Regions from separate parts of the Mus musculus genome. Here region 2 is linked to region 1. A link is a contact called in public HiChIP or PLAC-seq data. All regions are on one chromosome and are shown on one strand. Each heading gives the region's core, a stretch centred on a gene start, on an enhancer-like site or on the middle of the called end of the contact. The rest is flanking DNA. Distances are from core to core; before and after follow the strand shown.

Evidence for each region. HiChIP or PLAC-seq counts read pairs in DNA pulled down with a chosen protein or histone mark.
Region 2: an H3K4me3 HiChIP or PLAC-seq map of embryonic stem cells shows a contact between it and region 1, with 17 read pairs. The contact joins the enhancer-like site here to the promoter of Ccdc28a in region 1. A contact is called at or near these places in 3 of 39 promoter capture datasets (embryonic stem cells, liver and neural stem cells), 7 of 484 Hi-C or Micro-C datasets (the C2C12 cell line, the N1E-115 cell line, cortical neurons and 2 more), 5 of 115 datasets of contacts at active chromatin or transcription factors (a colorectal cancer cell line, embryonic stem cells and stem cell-derived neural progenitor cells) and 1 of 9 other capture datasets (adipose tissue).

The regions. Positions count from the first base shown.
Region 1 is chr10:18,233,686-18,236,809 of GRCm38.p6, reverse strand. Ccdc28a (coiled-coil domain containing 28A) reads left to right here and starts at 1,829. Exons shown (of 6, transcript NM_144820.4): 1 at 1,829-1,958.
Region 2 is chr10:18,445,114-18,448,329 of GRCm38.p6, reverse strand. All of the region lies in intron 1 of Nhsl1 (NHS-like 1), which reads right to left. Among named protein-coding and RNA genes, the nearest start is that of Nhsl1, 39 kb to the right of the region's middle. Within about 2 kb of position 1,694, at least 55 of the 459 cell types and tissues checked have an H3K27ac peak or open chromatin away from gene starts, as enhancers often do. A contact at or near this core is called in embryonic stem cells, neural stem cells and stem cell-derived neural progenitor cells, where this site is marked.

The DNA of each region.
Region 1 (3,124 bases), core at 580-3,079:
GACACAATACATACATTCTTGAGAAATGGCTACTCACTCACGGCTGTTTCACCTAGCGGATCCTCCTGGTACTTTCAGTTCCCAGCAGCTCTCCAAAAGCCCACTTGTCCCTTCAAGAAGTCTCTGGGGGTCCTCAGCCCTGGAGAGCTCTTCTCCAATCTCTCAGTAGTGTTTTAGAGCTCATCTCAGAGCAGAGAAGGCACCAAGTTTTACAAAGATAGCCAAACAATAGCATCGCTTTTGGGATAACTTTCCCATGTAGGTCTCAGCTCCGAAGCAAGTCAATATAGCACCACACTGTGGCCTGCTCCCAAACTGCTTTCCCTCTTTCATTCTTTCATGGCATAATTTTATAAAAGTAGAACCTAGGCCATGACATTCCTTAAAAACCAAGTTGTAGATCAATTCACAAAATACAACCATTCAGAGATGCCAAACAGGAGAATTCCGCCTTTTCTTAAGTTCAAGTTCTTTACCCTAAAAATACCAAATTATGAAACCTAACACGTGTTCACTTTGGAAACTGGAACCATGAATGCTGTATCTGTGGGGGTTTTTTGTTTTTGTTATTTTGTTTTGTTTTTTGGTTTGTTTTTTTTAAGAATTCCAAGTTTTTGGTTTTGTTTTTCCTAATGGAAGAACATCTCATAGTATGAGTTTAAGTACTTAGTAACTCCATTTTTGCTCTGTCTCAATATAATCTCTAGACACAATTTCCTCCCTAGGTAATGGGGAGATTGAAGGACAGGGTCACCTCAATCTAAGAAAGTCGGAATCTAAAAAGTCCCATCTTCCCTCTGAGAAGGCATCCACATCAAGGAGGGAAAGGTAAGTTTTCTTTAGTTTAGGGTTGAGCCTTCTCTCTTAGCCCTCAATTCCTAATCCCGGGGATGAAGTGGGGAGTCAGGCAGCAAGTCTGATTAGCCTTTCTGAATCTCAGAATCATTTCATTTGTTTTCTTTCTTTCTTTTTTTTTTTTTTTCTTTTCGGTTTTTTCGAGACAGGGTTTCTCTTTATAGCCCTGGCTGTCCTGGAACTCACTTTGTAGACCAGGCTGGCCTCGAACTCAGAAACCCGCCTGCCTCTGCCTCCCAAGTGCTGGGATTAAAGGCGTGCGCCACCACGCCCGACCTCAGAATCACTTCTAAAACGGGGATTTTGACATTACCTTAAAGGACTGTAGTGAGGTAAAGTGGGACGAGTGACACATACCCGTATGAGAAGCGCAGGCAGGAAGATCTCAACAACATAACCGGTTCCTGAGCAGTGTCGGCTATACGAGACTTGGTCAAAAAAAGGCAAAGAAAACGAAGAAAGACTGATAGACAGACAGACAGGTACACAGAAAACCTAAACGCACTCACCCCACCCCCACCACACCCAACTGCAATGCTTGGATACTGGCTATTTACAGAATCACACTTGGCGGCACAGCATCAGGGATGCTGAACCCAATACCGCTTCTCAAGCCAAACTAAAAGCAGCCAATCCGAGGTGTGGATCCGCCGCAAGGGGACAATAGGCTCCGCCTTCGATTTGTTCGAAAGGCATGCTGGGAATTGCAGTGCATGGGGCGGTCCTTCACCGAGGTGGCTGGCCGCTTCCGGTGAGGACAATATACAGCCAGTTTCCATGAGGCCATGAGACAGGCAGAAGTGGAGTGGCCAACAACAACTCCTCTTTCCCGCAGCCGCTGGAGCCATACCTGAAGGCGGCTATGGGAAGACGGAGCCCAAAGCAGAGACGCGAGCATCGCTAAGGGACCTGGGAGAGGCGGGGCTTTTCGCCTCTCGGAGGGCCCCGCCCAGATTACGTCACTTCCGTAAACAAAGGGCGCTTGCCTGGGTTTGTGACCCAGGCAGACGAGCTGGGCTCTTGATGCAGCCCTGGCGGAGGCTTTGAACGCTCTCTTACTTTTCCTAGCCGAGGAAGGGTAACCACAGCCTTTTCTCCCTCCGGTATGTAATGGGGTAAGGGGACCCCGCAACCTGTTCATTCGAGCCCCTCAGCACCTGCTCTGGTCACCGCTGAGTGTAGATGGGTCATCGCAGGGCTGGGTTGCGGAAGGGAAATGAATGAGGCAAAGTCCAGAGGCACCTCTGGTGATTCTGGTTGGCAGCGAGGCCTGACATTCAACCGTGAGCAGTTCGTCCCCTCTGGAAAGGTCCCTCGTGTTTGTCATACAAGAAGGATTTCAGGGTCTTGTGACAGATGTTATCTTTCAGAAAAGAGGACATCGCAAGCTTGGTCCCTCGGGGACCATTGGTTTATTGGCGATGCTTTATGTATTAACTGGTTTTTGCTTTTTCCTCCTCTTTTGTTACCAAATGTGTATTAGCATCCATAGATTTGAAGGTTAGCGTGTTTATATGTATCACCAATTATACAGATCCTCATCTCTTGGAAACCTGCTCCGTCATCTTCAAAGTTTTATTTAATCTGTATTACAGCTAAACAATTCCCGAATGACTCAAGTGGATTCGCTCTTGGTATCTGAGACAAGAGACTGAATGCTGTACCCTTTTCCAAGAAAAACCCACATCAGCTAGCAAAACAAAAATAAATTACCTGTATAATTCCCGACTAATTCTTTTAGGAGTGACAGAAGTCAGTTTCAGTCTTTTAAAATAGTCATGGCAGGACTAAATTCAACACTTTTAGATTTTAAATTTTATTAGATGACTGTGTACAGGTGCACACTGTGCCCCTGGAGGCCAGAAGAGGGCACTGGATACCTTGGGACAGAAGTTACTGTCATAAGCAGCATTGTTGGGCCTGGAAATCAAAAGAGACCTCCGAAAAGAGTAGTCAGTGCTCTTAACTGCAGAGCCATCTCTTAAGCCCCACAGTATTTTTTAAACGACCAGAGATCCTGAGTTCAATTCCCAGAAACCACATGATGGCTCACAATCATCTGTAATGGGATCTGATGCCCTCTTCTGGTGTGTTTAAAGAGAGTAACACTATACTCACATACATAAAGTAAATCTTTTTAAATTCATAGTGCAGTTAACGATTTGAAGGGGGGAACAGGTATGCATTTTCTGACACTTTTTTGTGATAAATTAATAATAGAATTAAGAAAATTCAAATCGAAAGAGCTAGACTTGTGGCACATGCCCAT
Region 2 (3,216 bases), core at 445-2,944, 210 kb before region 1:
TTACCACTGTACATATGAATATAGTATGGAGTGGAATAGAATGGTATGGCATGCTATTAACTTCCGGTTTTATGATTAATGGATGTTTGGGTTTGTCCAAGGTTTTGAAAAAAGTGCAACAATGAACATTCTCATATCCAGTACTTGGCATGCACGGGTTTGCCCTCCGGTGGGTCTGCACCTGGTCGAGGAATTTGCTGGGTCAGAAGGTGAGCACACAGCTAGCTTTCAGAAAGATTGCCATATGATTTTCCAAAGAGGAAATACCACTAGAGTGATTTAAACATTTTTGTCCTTATCAGATGGACACACAAGCAAATAAATAAATAAATAAATTTACATTAAATATACCATGGGGCTGAGAGACAGCTCACAGTTAAAAGTGCTTATAGCTCTTGCAGAAAACACAAGTTCAGTCCCTAGCAGCGACACTGGGCAGCTCACACGCACCTGTAACTCCAGCTCCAGAAACCTAGCACTCTCTTCTGTCCTCCATGGACAACTGCACAGTGAGGCACACTCACAAGGACACATACACATGATCTTGTAATTAAATGGCTTATAAAAAGTATCAGAAGTCCATTCACGGTATCAGAAATAGAGTTAAAAAGGCTTAATGATCATCTGAATGTTTTCAAAGCCTCGTGTAATTCCTCGTGGAAGAAAGGTTCTCCAAAGGAGTTTATATAAAGTAGTGGGACTTTGGGTGAGCATAGGAATTTCCAGTCCTCACACTGCTCAGTGAGACCCAGACAGAGCTCCCAGGCCTCGGGGCCTTGGGCTTTTCACCTCCACAGTCACCTCGGTGATGACAAGGTTGTACTAGTAAACTCCAAGTTCTATTTAAGGCACTATAGTGTGTGGTACAGATAAGAGGCTATTTCTGGCCTCTGAGAGATAGAAGGGACTCACTTCAACAAGTTCACTATATAATTATTCACCCAAAGCTAAAATGCAAGAACAGGGTATGTACTTTGCTGCAAAATATAAAACCAACAGTACCAAAAAAAAAAAAAAAAAAAAGGCAGATGACCTGGCCAGACACAGCAGGACACACAGGGAAGCTGTAACATTGGCTCAGGATAAAGAAACTTTTAGGGGGAAGGATTTGAAAATATTTGGCTATGATTATAATCATGAAAATTAAGATGTCTAAAGTTATTGTATTAAGACGTACTTTTCCACATCTACTCTCAATCTTCTCTTTCACTAGGGTCATCCCCTCTATTCTCTTCTACCAAGAAGTAGTTTGACCTTTCCCCTCTATTTTTACTGTAACCCCCCCCCCCAATAGCTGGGTTCCTTTATATTTTTCCCCCAAGATGAAACCTTATGTTTTCAGCCCTCAGTTATTGTTTGAAACTGCACTTTGAACCACCTGCCATTAGTTTTAAAATGAAACTTTCTATCACCATTTCTAAGTGCTTTTGTACTTAAGTATGTCCTTTTTCTCTATTTTTGACTCTGTATAATAACGAATTTTAAAATAAACTGACACATGGTTGTATGTCAAGCAAAACCCCAACCTGGGGCCACGGATACATCTCTGTTATTCTTGTGAGCTTTTAAAATTCCACTGGCATCTCTCCTGCTGCTTGATACTTGAAGATAGGCTTTAAAGGGACTACACCCTGTCATGTGTCTAACATTAGCTTCTTTGTCTTTGCTTTGTAGTGTTTAAACAAGAAAGCAAGTCGAGCCAGCTGTATAAGCAACATGGGAAGCCCTGGGGTGGCTCTTCAGCCGCCCCTCCTTAACCTGTTGACACAGACAGTTAAGACTGGGGCGCGGGGGGGGGGGGGGGGGGGGGGCTGCACGCTGGATTCTGCACCAATAAGGGCATCTTTTGTAGTTCTGTAGTTTGGAAACTTCATGTAGACACAGAAGGAAGAAACCAGCAGCAGACACCAGAGCTCAGAAGACACATCACTGGTAGTTTGAGTATGCTCGGAACTGGGTAGGCTCTGAACTGGGTTCTGAGTATCTAACCCAAGGAAGGCAAAAGGGAAAGGGGAAAGGTTCTTTTTATTTAAAATCTAAAAAACGACAAAAGAGGCTGGCAGCAGCCTCATTTACATCTGTGAATAGGGGCTGAAGCCATAGCTGAAGATAACTGGCAAGTCAAAGGGGCAGGATTACCTTGTCCTGCCATTTGTGGGCGCATTTACATATGAACAGTCAAGAGAAAGGGGTGCATACTCTGGCTCATGCCAATCCACTTAGGAAACAGAGTGGTGAAAAGAGTCTCTTTGGCACTGCAGTATGACAAATACGGTCAGATGTTCAGGGGCCATATAGCATTTAACACACATAGAACAGCAAGAAAACTTGTGGTTAACAAGGACTGGGTGTAACCAGGCTCCAGACATGCCTGCTGCATTGTCCCACTGAAAGTTCCTAAGGCTCTGGGGGGCGGGGGGGGCTAGGAACCACCCATTTAAGAGATACAAAGAGCTAGATTTGTCCACTGCATGTACCTCTACTGACAGAGCCAAAGTTATTAGTGATTAGAAATCCCACTCCTACCCCCCCCCCCCGCGCCCCCAGTCTGTACCTCTCCTACACAGGCTGTGCTCCAGTGGATATTTTCAAATCTAGTAGAAACTAGTGAATTATACACATGAGACTTGGATGTGATAATTATGCAGAGAAAACAAGCTATTTTGACATAATTATAAGGCTGTATAAGTAAACATAATTCCAGATGATTACATGATAAGCCCTAAATACCAAGACTTGATATCTTACATTACTTTTTAAATATATCCCTGATTCTCAGAGAGTCATTCTAGTAACAGAGAAATAAAGGAGGGTGGCAAACTAGAAGAAAGGATATGCAGGTTTTTATTCAGAGGTAAAAGATGAAATGGTCTTGGGGGGTGGGGGGACTCAAAGCAGATCTGTGTTATCAAGCACACTGAGTGCTAAATAGGAAAGGAACTAGAATGACAAATGCCTGCCCATGTGGCCATCCAATCGAAATGCGCAGCAGGTGTGCTTTACTCTAAAACCCGGACTTCTCTGGAGGAGAAATAATTCTGCTAAGATAGAGGTGGCTTTGGGAGGTGGGAAGATGCATACCCTGCCTAAATGATGAACTGCTGTGCAGGAGCAATTCAGAGAGGGGCTGAAGCTAAGCGGTAGGGCACACGCTTGGCACATACTAGGTCCTGGGTTCAATCTTAGCCACACACACACACATACATACACACACAC